Regions from separate parts of the Zea mays genome. Here all the other regions are linked to region 3. The links are chromatin contacts, called in public Hi-C maps. All regions are on one chromosome and are shown on one strand. The core of a region is the stretch at or near the end of the contact, and the rest is flanking DNA. Distances in the headings are between cores, read along the strand shown.

The links. A called contact is a pair of places that touch in the nucleus more often than the background predicts.
Region 1: a contact with region 3 is called in a Hi-C map of tassel, with 2.0 times the contacts expected there. The contact joins the promoter of LOC100285525 here to the promoter of LOC100191205 in region 3. A contact is called at or near these places in 4 of 25 Hi-C or Micro-C datasets (ear, endosperm, leaf and 1 more).
Region 2: a contact with region 3 is called in a Hi-C map of leaf, with 5 times the contacts expected there. The contact joins the promoter of LOC100284924 here to the promoter of LOC100191205 in region 3. A contact is called at or near these places in 3 of 25 Hi-C or Micro-C datasets (ear, leaf and tassel).
Region 4: a contact with region 3 is called in a Hi-C map of ear, with 4 times the contacts expected there. The contact joins the enhancer-like site here to the promoter of LOC100191205 in region 3. A contact is called at or near these places in 4 of 25 Hi-C or Micro-C datasets (ear, leaf, tassel and 1 more).

Annotation. Positions count from the first base shown.
Region 1 is chr7:133,397,417-133,400,748 of Zm-B73-REFERENCE-NAM-5.0, forward strand. LOC100285525 (ZF-HD protein dimerisation region containing protein) reads right to left here and starts at 1,468. Exons shown (of 1, transcript NM_001158416.2): 1 at 102-1,468. The coding sequence starts at 1,403. The coding sequence ends at 582.
Region 2 is chr7:133,314,547-133,318,068 of Zm-B73-REFERENCE-NAM-5.0, forward strand. It overlaps LOC100284924 (FIP1), which reads left to right and starts at 1,299. Exons shown (of 4, transcript NM_001157819.2): 1 at 1,299-1,627; 2 at 1,754-1,855; 3 at 1,969-2,246; 4 at 2,333-2,716. The coding sequence starts at 1,534. The coding sequence ends at 2,521.
Region 3 is chr7:133,182,957-133,186,397 of Zm-B73-REFERENCE-NAM-5.0, forward strand. LOC100191205 (MADS box interactor-like) reads left to right here and starts at 1,435. Exons shown (of 6, transcript NM_001136640.1): 1 at 1,435-1,822; 2 at 2,985-3,075; 3 at 3,252-3,403. The coding sequence starts at 1,544.
Region 4 is chr7:133,043,968-133,047,560 of Zm-B73-REFERENCE-NAM-5.0, forward strand. It overlaps LOC103634170 (ubiquitin carboxyl-terminal hydrolase 18), which reads right to left. Exons shown (of 12, transcript XM_020541292.3): 11 at 3,043-3,581. Among protein-coding and RNA genes, the nearest start is that of LOC100286078, 5.1 kb to the left of the region's middle. Within about 2 kb of position 2,269, at least 19 of the 20 cell types and tissues checked have an H3K27ac peak or open chromatin away from gene starts, as enhancers often do. A contact at or near this core is called in ear, leaf and tassel, where this site is marked.

The sequences.
Region 1 (3,332 bases), core at 218-2,717, 210 kb after region 3:
TATCGTCAGCTGAGCTGATCCCAACCACAAAAAATATAAAGAGGGCAGTGCACGAGCACGACATACACACAGAGAGAGAGAGAGAAGTGGCAGAATCCATGCAGCCCCAATCCCCAGATACACTTGTTGGCATCGCAACACCAAGTACATTTGCCATTGAAGAATTATTAACGCCAAGAACAACCAAGCAAACCGGCAAATGGCCCATGCCGCAGGAATTAATTAATAAACAACACCAGCAAGTACGGTTAAATGAGAAGTAAAAAAGAACGGCCTAATAAAGCCAAGCAAGAAAGATCGATCGAGCACCTCGCTACGAGTTACTTACTGCAACTAACCTACTCCGGCCGCCACGGCACGAAGGCGCCGGAGCCGAATGCTAACAAAGAGGATGCAGGTGTACCTACCCGTACCCGGAGGAGAGGCTGGCCACGGCCACCGTCGATCGATCTGCGACTGCGATCAACCGCTGTGTGTGTGTGTGTGATGCATGCGCGCGTGGGCGTGGCTCTTGCGTGTGTACAGTACACGCGTTGGGGTGGGGGTGTCATGGTGTGACGCTGCCTGCTGCTTAGCTACGCCTACGGCTTCTTGCCGAGGGTGTGCTTGTTGTTGTGCATCCACACCTTGAGCACGTGGCGCTTGACGCAGACCTCGTCGCAGAACTGCTGCACGGCGGCCTCGTCGTGCTTCTGGATGCGCCACCCCACGCGCTCCGCGAACGCCAGCATCCTGTCCTTCTGCTCCTGGGTGAACTTGGTGCGGAACCGCTTCTTGCCGGACCCGCCGGAGCCAGAGGGCCCGGCGCCGCCGCCCAGGCCCAGCGGGCCCAGCGCCGACACCGGCCCGGCGGCCGCCATCCCCCCGGAGAGGTAGTCGTCGCCGTCGTCGCGCCAGCTGTGGGACGTGGACGGCAGCGCCAGCGGCCGCGGCGTGTGGTGGCCCGCGGCGGCCATGTGGATCGGCTGCTGCTGCTGGTGATGGTGGTGGAAGTACGACCCGGCCGGGGTGCGGTAGTACGGGGAGAAGTGGTGGTGGTGCGGCGTGGCGGCGCCGCCTCCGTAGGCGACCAGCGCGGCGGGGGAGCCCTCCGGGGACTCCTTGCGGTGGAAGTTGCGGTGGCAGCCGCACGCGGCGCAGCGGAGCGCGTCGAGCGTGCCCTCCTCGCCGGCCGGCATGAACTCGCCGCACCCGTCCACGGCGTGGCCCCCGATGCCGACCGCGTGGTTCTTGAGGCACTCGCGGTACCGCCCGCCCGGGGCCTTGGCGCGCTCGCCGGGCGGCTTGGGCGGCGCCGGTGCACCAAACCCGCCGGCTGCCAGAGGCGGGGCGTCGTAGCTGGAGCTCACCGGCATCGGCGCCATCTCCTCCTCGTCGCCGTCGTCGTGGTCGTCGAAGTCCATCGCCGTCGATCGGCAGGTGTTTCTTGTGCCCCTGTGGCCTGTGTGTAGCTAAGCTAGTGTGCTCTGGAGTGGAGCTATGGCAGGCGAAGCTAAGAGGGGCTTAGCAGGGTTAAGAGCGGGATGAAGAGATAAGAGAGACGTGGGACTGGAGGGGGTGTGGGCTGCCTGCCAGTTTTGACGCGCGCCGCTGCGCTGCACCTGCAGGAAGGCTGCAAAGCCGCTGCCGTAGCTGCTGCTGTCTCTTGCGATGGTTTAACCCAACCCTGGCCTCTCTTTCGTCGATTCGACCACGGTGAGATTAGGTGAAGCTGTCTCTTGCGATGGTTTAACCCAACCCTGGCCTCTCTTTCGTCGATTCGACCACGGTGAGATTAGGTGTGAAGCTGCTCTTCCGCCGGTCGCGCTCATGCCTGTCCCTCTCCCTGCTGCTCTTTTCAAGTGGTTTGCCTCCAACGCCTTTTAAATTGCGGTTTAGAATATGTGATCGTGACACCCGGTCTTTCTTTTCTCTCGCGCCTTTTCGCTCGAATCTAGCTAGCTATGTGTGTGCCAACACTTCTCTGTCTTAACCAAGACAATTTGCGGTCAAATAAATCCACATGCTCTACTTCGGTGTCTGGATCATGGGCATACTTGACCTGCAACTGTACACAAATAATCGTATTTGGCTCCTTAGGCCCAGCTGCTAGCCGCTGCCGTCCGTGCAGGCATGCGCACAGAGCACGGAGGTGTAGCAACGTCATCAAACCCGTGCTGCTTCCAGATCGCGTCATCACAGTCACGGTACAAAATTGTGAGTGCCTTTCCGTTTGGTAAGTGGGCATCGATCGATTCCCGACTAGCTAAGCGCTTTTCATATTAGCTACGAACGATTCATGCGATATGATTGCGCCCCCCCCCCCCCCCCCCCCCCCCCCCCCCCCCATGCTCTCTGTGATCAGATCAAATATAGGCATCAAGTCGTGCTGATCGGCTGTGTTTCCAGTTGAAGTGATGTAAGCAGCATGCATTAGTCTTTTCCACTGCATCGCCCTGTGGGACATGTGACAGTACATCATATATAGTATTATATTGTCATGTATATAAAAGCAGCAGCCAAAGCTAGATTCAGTTACTAAAATAGAATACGTCGCCAGCGGAAGTGTTTATATACTACTATTACATACCACAGGAGTACTCTTTGCAGTGCAATATGGCTTTTTTTACGACTTGTGTCTGGCTTCGACTCCACCTGCTAGTACAAAAGTTCTTAAACCAACCTCAAGTCATTTCTAATTTATTTTCGATAAAGTGAATTAAAACATTTTTTCCCTCCGTCCTATATAGGATGTTTTAAAATCTCTTAAACCAACCTCAGCGGTGGATTCACGAGATCGAGTTTCGTAAGTACTGATGAAGAGAGATATAATAAAAGTTCTACAGAACTGATGAAATGAATTTTTAAGAGAATAAAACTTGCAATATTTTTACTACGTTGTAGTTTGAGAAATAGTAACATAAAACTTCCACTGAAATAAACTGGCAGTACCGAGTGCAATGAAGAGTCAAAAGACAAAAAAAAAAGAATCGTGGATATGCATCACTACTAAGTAACTAATATTATTCACTGCTAGCTGCTTTGTTCCTACAACCGACGGTTATAAAGTGAACCAGCAGTGACTAGCTTTATAATATTGATATTTTTTTTATTTTGAAGTTATTTTCGTACCGAAATTTTTGATTCATAAGATTATCGAGTTAATGTAACGGGCCCATATATATATTCTATAGTCACAAATAAGTGTGTAGTGTTAGTAAAAAAACTTGGATGGAAAAGTGACCAAAACAAAAACTATAAATCTTGAAAAGTTATAGATATAAGTTTTCTTTATTTTGAAATCATTTTAATTCCGAAATATTCGGTTCAGACGATTTATTGAGTTACCACAT
Region 2 (3,522 bases), core at 49-2,548, 130 kb after region 3:
TGGCAAGTCTTCTAGCTCATTGTTATATCGAGCCGAATTGTAGTGCTAACTCGTTATAATATCGAGCCAGGCCATCTTGACATCTGTGCCCCAAATGAAAGTACAAACTTCGAAATCATAATCTTCTATGACCCACTCCCTCTGTCCACATGAATTAGTCGTTTTAGATTTATACTAAGTAAATTATCATCAACTTTGACCGATTTATATCATATGTTTTATAAGATTTTTTAACATAAATTTGAAGTTACTAGATTTATCCTGACTTGAACTACTATAATATGTAATTGGACGGAGTGAGTAGGTGTTTTAGTGTTTAGCTAAGCGTATCTAAGTTCCTGTTTGAGGCTATTTAATTCTAACAGCTCTTTCCATCAGCACCAGATGCAAGCTGGCTGTTAAAGGGGACGAATGTCTAAACACACACGGCTGTGGAGGCTGATCAGAAGTTCAGAACTAAGGGAGTGTTTGAATGCACTAGAGATAATAGTTAGCTGTTAAAATTAGCTGACGACATCTAAACAGTCTAGCTAATAGTTCAACTAATAGCTATTTTTAGTAAATTAGCTAATAGTTTGCTAAATATTTGTTAGCTAGCTAATTTTACTAGAAATTTTTTAGCCAATAACTATTAGCTCTAGTGCATTCAAACACCCTCTAAATAAATGCAGCTTTGGAGTTGTGAATAGAGTTTGGGCCGGAAGATAGATGCCGTGCCGTGAGTGGGTGTGTTGTGTGGCCCAGTGAACGGTGCTGTAAGTTGTAACTACCTGAATACGCTGAACTCTGAAGCTTTAATTCATGCTAAGCCTTCCACTACAATATATCTTCCGTCCAGGCAGCTCGTAACAGTTAAATTGAGTATCGAAATAACGTGACATCGTCTATGTACGCGTAATTTTGTGCCTGAAAACAACACCAGCGCAGCGCGCACGCATGGCACCGAAACGGTGGCTTCGTCCCTTCCTCGACCTGGAACTTGGCCAAAGTCGCCTAGCGTGACGCGGACAAAGGGACCGGTGGCGCTGTCCGCTCTCCGCAACGTTGCGTTCATCTCGACCGGCGCCGACCCCTTTTTTATACAAGGAGCCGTGCCGTGTCCGGCCGGGGCCGCTGCAGCTAGCTGGAGCTGCGCCCGCGTCACGTGGCATCGTCCGCTATGGGTTGCCGACTCCGACACGCCGTCCCACCCAACCCGATCGCACGGATACAGGAGTCGGTGCAACTGAAACGGTGCGGAGACTGGCGGGTAGGGTAGGTGCCTCGTCGGCTCGTCGCCGTCGCGATCAGCAATTAGTGGAGTGGAGTAGTATGCCTGACCAACGCGACTGGTCGACTGCTAGCCCGTAGCTGCGCTGTTGGCCTGTTGCCATGCCATATCCGTCGAGCTGAAGCCTGAAGCAACCACCATTTCGATACGCGCGAGGGAACGGGGCCGGCCGGCCGGCCGGGGATCGGAACTGAAGTGTGGGCACACAAGAGTCACAACAGGGGGAGTGGGGGACATTCCAATCAGTTCCCTGCGTGTGAGCGATGCAGCGGGACGCGAGAAGCTGGTCGCCGGCGCCGGCCACGGACGCCGCCGGCCCTTACGCGATGCCTTCGCCCGTGCAGCCGTCGACCAAGAGTCCGTGCGCGGTGGCGGTGCCACAAGTCACCTGAACTATATGTATTCTTCCCTGCTGCCCGACGCTTATCCCTGACGTTTCTTTTTTTTCTCTCTCTCTCGATCGGTTGTTCCGCGCGCGCGCAGGCACGAAGGAGACGGTGAAGAATGCGCTGTCGCGGTGGGGGCGGAAGGTCGGGGAGGCGACCAGGAAGGCCGAGGGCCTGTCGCGCAACACATGGCAGCACTGTGGGCGACTCTGCTCTGTTCATCAACTCTCTCTAACTATATACACCATCGCCGATCAGACTGGTGTAAGCTTTGTGATTTGTGGAACTGATCGCAACTGATTTCCTGGGCAGTGAGGACGGCGCCGAGCATCGCGGAGGCCGCGGTGGGGAGGATCGCGCAGGGGACCAAGGTGCTGGCGGAGGGCGGCCACGACAGGATATTCCGCCAGGCCTTCAGCGCCCCGCCCGACGAGCAGCTGCGCAAGTCCTACGCTTGCTACCTCTCCACGGCCGCCGGCCCGGTGATGGGCGTCCTGTACCTGTCCACGGCCAGGGTCGCCTTCTGCAGCGACAGCCCGCTGTCCTACGAGGCTTCCGGCGGCGACAGAACGGAGTGGACCCACTACAAGGTAAGCGAGAACCCACTCTCAACACATCACAGCCCCCACCCACGCGCGCTCCCGTGTGCTGCAAAGTCGAGCTGACGACGCCGCAGGTGGCGATTCCTCTTCAACGGCTGCGGGCGGCGAGCCCGTCGGCCAACAAGACCAAGCCCGCGGAGAAGTTCATCCAGCTGGTGTCGGTGGACAGTCACGAGTTCTGGTTCATGGGCTTCGTCAACTACGACGGCGCGGTTGCGCACCTGCAGGAAGCGCTGAGCGGGTTCCGCAACCTGCAGGCGTGACATGGAGGACCTCAATGCAATGGACAGTGTTGTCTTGTACGTGCTCGCCAGAACTGATTGATCGAACAGAGCGATTGTGTACCCGCTCTCTGTGTGTGTTGCGGTGCTAGTGTTTGCATCGTGTTGTGCGTGTGCGGATTTGTATGACATTTTTTTGATTTGGTTGCCATTGTCAGCGAGAGAACAGTCCAATCATTTTATTCAGATTTCAGAGAAGACCATGGTTATCCATGGCGATGGCTTTGATGATCACCTGCAACATCATCAACACATCTATTTTAGACGCTCTTTTGTGTTGGATTTGATCTCAAACTTATATAGGGCATTAATAAATATAATTACTACTAGATTTCATATGTGTGCATCAGTACCACCACTCATCACTAGACTTTTTTAGGTCATGCTAACAATCCATTTCCTCATTTCTAGTATGACCAAAAGAAAAGATCATGTAGCTAATCTATGTCTTCATTAACTTTATCAACACTTAGAACCAGCTAATTAATCCTTAATCTTTCTGCTCATCCTTTGAAGACAAAAAATGAATACCATTGATAGGAACACGAAATCCATATAAGTCCAACCAATCACCTTTATAACTATCTAACTTATATTGTAAACTAGGTACATGTCCGTGAGTTGCCACGGGAGTAAAAAATAGTATGATACGTATTTACAAAACGACAAATATTACTATAAGACGAGGGTTGCTAGTACAATTTCCGTGCGTTGTGATGGCACATATAGGGCCATTTTTTTGAGCTCATTTTTGCAGCGAGCCGAGCCGGCTTGTTCCAACTGTGAGACATGCCAAATTAATCAATTTATAGAATAATTATGAATATTAGATAATTTTATAGATAACATGATTCATAAAAATGATTTTTCAGTTGTGTATGTTGTCAAGCATCTGAAGATTATATCAGGAGCACCCACCGCCTAATATGGTGCATTCATAAGAAGAGGAGACAATGCCTTGACTACTATGCTCATGATTGGTG
Region 3 (3,441 bases), core at 185-2,684:
CAGTGAACTATGGGGAGGTCGAACATCACACTTCACACTCCAAATACCAAGTTTCGAAAATCAGTTTTGAAGTAGAGATTTTTTTTTTAGCATAATGCAAACATCATTACCTTCGTGGATTCCTCTAAGTATTATGGCGATTTCTATGACTCAAAAAATATACAATATAATTTTTTGATTGCTTGGAACCACGAGAATCAAATAGAACGTCATTGAAGGGTTGTGTGATTCCACTATGTTATATGCTTCATTTTTCACTCATCATTGTCTATTGTACTCCTTTGGGTCTGGTGATAATTGAGTACACACTTGAAGCACACTTATTAGAATCATTATTTGTTTTGTCATTTGATCACAAAAACCTCAAAAAGGTTAATTGCACTTACACGCTGGGAAGAAGAGGTGAAGATGGCTAATGGTCATAGCCCAAAGTTATCACGATAGCCCAACACTAGATACCATTTTCCGTATGGACATGGATGAAGAAGGAGGTGGGAGAGGTTGAGGAGGATCAAATCTAATAGGTCTGGCCATGGACGACTCCCCTGAACCGAGGGTGGAGGGGGTTCCTATTGGCACCGTCGGGAGGAAAAGAGATGGTCAGCAACCTCCTTGTATTTGAGAATGGGAAAGATAAAAAGGAAACAAAATGAATCAATACGATGAAAAATATAATTTATGATAGTTAGAGATGGTAATGGATCATGATCCAACTATTTTTTCATAATTTATTTGAGACTTTAACTAATTTTAGTTTAAAAATGAATAGATATAGAGCCCGACCTCAAACTGATCCTTAAATTTTATAGTGTAAAATTTAGAGTCTATTACTATCCTTAATGATATTGATGGTTATTTTTTACCAGACATCATGAGAACATACAGAAGAGCCTCTAGTGTAGCAGCCCTAAGCTCCACTAAAATGGTGAATCGGTCCTCCAGGTCCACTGTCTTTGTAAATTCAAATTTAGTGAAACTAGAGCGTTTAGAGCGAAACGAAGTTGAGGAACTGTTTCAAACACATCCAAGATCCAACCATAGCAGCCACAGGTTTAACGTAGCGCGTGGGTGGAAAAGATGCAACATTTTGGGCTGGTTCGGTTTGTGCGGATGATGGAATGTCCAGGCTAGCCGACTGTGTTCGTTAAACTTTATGTTGCACTTAGTTTGGTATGAGTTTGTTTTGGATTCCATACTATTCGCAGTTTGGCGCTGTTGGCCCATGAAGCCTGCTTCAGAAACCCAGAACGGCCTCCCTCAGTCTGGTTGCTTAGTTGGGCGACGGCCCATCTAAACTTCGTCACAACCAACACCGTAACCTTAAGCCGTGTCCCGTGTGCCCGTGTCAAATATCAGCCTCAACCGACAGGTAGGACCCATGACACGGGGCCCACTTAGTTGCTTATGTGAGCAACCCAACGCTATTATTACGCCACGATAACCCAAACAAACCAATCATCCTCTCCGTGTAGGCCGCGGGATTCCGTGTCCCTCTCCAATCCGGCGTAGCCATCGTCGCCGGATACAGGATCCGGTCCCCGCGATGGAGCCCTCACCAACCTCCTCCTCGCCGGCTGTGGCGCGCCGGTTGTCGCCGGAGGTAAGGAGGGTGCCGAAGCGGGCGCTGGAGGAGTTGTTGGAGCAGGTCCAGCGGGCTGTTGAGATGCTGCGCGATGCCGACGCTGATCTCGCCATCTCTCTCTCGGAGGAGACCGCAGCAGCCTCGCCGGAGGCCGAGGACCGCAAGGACGATGTTGGTGTCGATGGAGATGGCATGGCGACGTCGTCGGTTGCGAGTGACTCCGATTACGAGACGACGCAGGTGAGCAGGAGGCGGCTTGATCCCTCACGAGCTCTTCTGGGGATGTTGAGGGTCCCAGGAACCAGGATTTGGATTTCCTAAGTATAAGTTCCAACAGGCGTAACTGAATTGGTAAATTGCGTAATTCAACTGAATTAGCTACAATTTAAGTTTGGCCACTAAAATCTAACTAAAATCTAAGGGCTCGTTAGCTCTACTCCATGATTCTCTAGCTTCAAAAGCTGATTCTCTAAGTAAATCTATTGACTAAAACCGTTTGACAAATAAGATATAAAGTGATTCCAGAGTGGAGGGAGTAGGTTGAGTAGGGTGGGAAACATGTTTTTTGATTCTCACTTTCTAGTACAAAATAAAGAATAGATTCACTCCACTTCTACCATGGAGTCCTACCATAGATGAGTACAGATTTTTACCGATTGACTCTATAAAAGTGATTCTTGTTGGGAACGGAGCTGTGGAGATCTGCCAAACGCACTCTAAAACTAAAGACTTGCTAAATATCTGGGGACCTGAGGTGTATGCGTAGTTCGAAATTACTTCTAATCACTGTTTCTGTGCCGTGGTGAGACTAAAAAGGTATCTGTCGTCAGTCGTCACTGCCTTGTTGGGAGCTCTTGTCCACCTTTGATTATTTTAGGAGAAAAGGAAACATTATGTGTACTTGCATTACTGCCAGTTTGATGCAGATTTACCATTCAGTTGTGATGTTATTAGCACTCACTTTGTTTCAAATTCTAAGTCTTCTGTTGTTTTTTATAGATATGTATCTAGATATAAATATATGTTTAGACGAATCGCAATAGTAAGGTTTGTAGAGAAAACAGAACAACTTACAATTTAAAATGGAGCGAGTAGTCAGTGCCGGGTCCGGAAATAGTGGCACAGAATCAGATATTTGAACGTTCCTGATTGTTGTAAATAAATCTTTTCAAGATGTTGCAAAAACAGTATGTTGTTAGTTTAGGCGAAGTCATGTCTGCAGACTGCAGAGTATCCCTAATATGTATCTCTAGCTTCCTATCTGGAACGTGGGCTGAACGACCTCATGGTCATGGCCCTTATAGAAACCTTTGGAGTGACAAAGTAGAGACATAATTTTCCACATGGTTTGTTGTGTTCTGAAGCTGATCTACAATTAAAATAACTTGCTTTTACCTAGCAGATGTGTGACCTTCTTAAATCTAAGGTTGGATCACTCGAGTTCCTTCAAAAGCTCAATGGTATTCAGAAGTCAGTAGATCAGAATTGTGCAGGTAAGCCTCTGCTGGATGGATGTATTACTACTATAAAAAGTACATGAGAGATGATAAAGAATGAGCGGCTCAATTTACCTTTGTAGTGGATATGAACTCGTATATTTTCCTTTTACTCTATTTTTCTTGAAACAGTAACAACTGTGCTTTGAAAACTTCTTTGTTTTTTGGCACAGTTGAACCTGATACATCATGGGATATAATAAAGTCGGATTTGTGGGAAGATGGTGACTCAGATGATGGATATGTTCTTGTTAAACAGGAAGATGTGGTTGATGGGATCACTTCCTTTATGGCTGCATGCCTGTTATCACTTAAAAGAACCAAGGTAGCTATTTTCTTCACTTGATGGGATCATCATGGTGA
Region 4 (3,593 bases), core at 1,019-3,518, 140 kb before region 3:
TAATCAAAATTTTACCTACACATATCTGTCATGCATGAAAGGCTAAAAATAAAGGGACCAAAACTATACATGTCAATATTATGAGAACCAAATGATGGAGAACAATACTATATTGAGGGGACTAGGATTGTATATGTTTACTGGTTTTTCTTTCAAAATCATGAAAATCTATGAAGCACAATGGTGAGGAAAAATAATTGCAACCTTTGCTCAAAGTGGGATGTAATGGTTAATTACATTACACATATATATGATTTTAAGAGAGAGTGGCCAACTACCCCCTCCCCTCATGCCCAAACACACGCACATGCACAAAAAGTATCTTCCTATGAAGTATTTGCAATATTAATTTGGGCAACATTATCTAAAAACAAATTATTGCACCAAGGAAAAATCCTTTTCAAAATTATATTTATAGCTTTCAATATTGTTTTCTACAAAGTGAAATCATTTTTGACGTACATGGCTAATCATGAATTCAGTATTAATAAAATTCAATCAAAGTTCAGCTAGGTTGATTCCATGGATACTAAATGACACATGCTTTTGATATATATGAGCTTTTCCTCACCAAGCCATTGCAAAGATGAAACCTAACATCATTGATTGTTGAATATCACTTCCCTAAATGATAATTATGGCATGTGAGCATTTTAAGAACCTAAATCTCCATCACTAGCATATGAAAACTAGTTATTAAAAATGTGTTATTCGATTTCATCTATGTATGTTTAAAAACATTTTTCTAGCATGTTGCAATGCAAAAGGCTTTTGAAAGCTACATTAGTTAACATAAAAATTGCATGCCAAACCTAGAAAATCCAATTTGTTGAATCATGTGTGAATGACACTGAATAGTTTTGCATTTAAAATATAGAGGGCTTTGTCATAATCGCACATAACACAAAACAAGAGCACTAAGTGTACAATGTGATCAGTGTTGTCATAGACTCATAACCATGACAGTTGTCGATATAATTGAATAATACCATTTTAATTTTATTTTAGGGTGAAACAATGTCAAATTATTTTTTCTTTACTTTCTATCTAAATGTAAAAATACCTTTATATTATTTAAAAAGTTCTATGTTGATAGGTTTTGAGATGTAGCAAAAATGTTGACAACTTTAGAGTTTGAGATGCTCACCTAGTACATGTGCAATTGTGCATTATTAAACAAATTTGAGGATGTAAATGCAACATCCATTCAAATTTTGGCAGCTCAAAAAAAAGGTATCTAGACATGCAAGTTACATGAATTTGGTTGGGAAATTTGAAAAATTAAGGGTATGTTTGGAACTAAATTATTTTGTAGTTTATAGGCAATACTATGGTTTATAGGAGTAATAGAGTATTTTTTTTTGTCATAATGTGTTTGCATGTATTTCTAAAAACCATGTTTTTAAAAACCATGATATACTAGATAGTAGATACTATAGTATTTTTTTGTAGAGTATTGAAAACTCTATTCTAACCCAAAGTTTTCGTTGACATGACTAGCTTTTGCCTAAATACCATGGTTTACAATGTTGTATCCAAACAATAGATATTATTTTAGAGCTGGCCAAAATTATAGTATTACTATAATAATTATAAAGTTATAATAATACCATGTTTTAAGAAACATTATTACCAAACAAACCCCCATGTTTTGTGCGGTTGTAGATGCATGACTACTACACACCAGGGCTCAACTCTTATGCCTACGTTTTGAAAAAAAAATAGTTGTGTGCATTCCTGGTAAGTACAGAGAGGCCACAAGTACGACAATAAAAAAAAAGAAACACTCTTGTCTTTTTTAAAAATAAGCTTTAGTTTTTAGAAACGTTTTGAAGGTTTTATATTTTAAATAAAAAATAGACAGATGTTAGAGCACATGTTTAGAGATCTAAATGCTTAACCTAAACAAATGTTAGGAACTGACATCTTAAAAGGCGTCATGCATCATGTATGGAACTGTCAGCTTAAATGTTGAAATACTTGACCTTACGCTGATCGCAAAAAAAGGCCCTAACGTGTTAGAGCATAGATTTGCCTACAGCATGTACAAGAATAAGGAAAGAGATGCACGTTAGAGCTTTGAAGTGACATGCATGCAAATGAAACGAAACGAAACGCCTTCCTCAGACTCCAGCCAGCTTTAGTCAGGCTGAGAAGTGAGTGCCATGCATGCAATGCAAACGCAACGAAAAGCCTTCTTCACAGACTCCGGCCTGCTTCAGTCGGGCTGAACAGGCCGTATGCTGTATGCAGTCAGGCCAGCTAGTGAAAGATTTCACTGATGGGCCGACCGTGATTGTCCCCGTCCTTGTAGGTTTATTGATACATACTGACCTGACTTAAACTAACGAAGATCACGGCGGGAGCAGAGCGATACGAGTTTCTTTGGGGGTGATTAATCAGTCAGTATCTAGTGCAAATCCCCCGAGCCTGCAACGTCGTGCAAAATACTGACTCCTTTCTTTTGCCCAAATTTCAAGAAATGAAGTAGCCAGATAGTGGTCAGCATGTTCAGTGCCTTCCAAATGTGTCTAGCCCAACCGCTTACAACACGACAGAAAGAAAAGCCGACAGTGACAAAAAAGCACACTTCGGCATTTTGGCATGGTTCTTTGAATTTATCTTTTCTTTCTCCCGGTCTGCACAAAGGTCAGACCATCACACTCGGTGAAGACGTTTAGATGATCGAACACTACTGCTTCTCTTTTTCTTAAAACCATTTTGGAAAAAAAAAACAACAAATTTGCCCGACCTTGACACTTGACAGGTTAGAGTAGTTTGCTACAGACGCCAATCGAACTCCCTATATGAACCAATCCCCCATCCCCCTCCTCTTTTTTTTTTCAATTGCAATGGCGTAATCATACATGATGAATAATTAATCTCTCTACGAACCCAAGCCCGAGCCCAAGCCCCCTTGTATCCTCTCCCTAATCGACCTTATATAAAAAAACGCCCGCCCTGTACTCCTCCGCTGCTGTGTTAATTTACAGCTACTACCGAAACTACGGTTACGACGACTACTACTGCCCTGATATTTACCTTGATCGGCGTAAGAGAAGGATGGGGTCTCCCAACCGCCTACGGGAGCCCCTCCGCCAGCCTGATACCCTCCCTGGTACTGCCGCGCAAACTTACCTGCCTCATCCATGTCATGACCCGAAGAGCTAGGGTTCCAGCTAGACCCTTGCCGCAAGTAACTCTGATTGTCTCCCTCGGGCACAACCGCTGAGCTTACCACCGGGCACATATAGCCCGAGGTTCCAAAAATGCGGTCATACTCCATGCTGGATTTCCCGGCACTGTCAGTGCTGTCGCTGCTGAAAGTGCAGCTTGACCCTGCATCAGAGCTGCTGAACAGCGAGGAGCTGTTGCTTCCGCTAAAGCAGGGTGCTACCGGGTACGATGACGTGTCAGATGTACCCAATGTGTATGTAAGGTTGTGGACCGCATCGTCCTTAGACAGTTGCCCACCTTGGTGCCTGCTCCGGTACCTGCCTCCTCCCGAAGGGAATGATCCTGAACGTGCCATCTGCTTGGGTTTCTTAGCGCGTGCAGAGGTTGGGGCACGCGGTGAACATCTGTTTGAATTA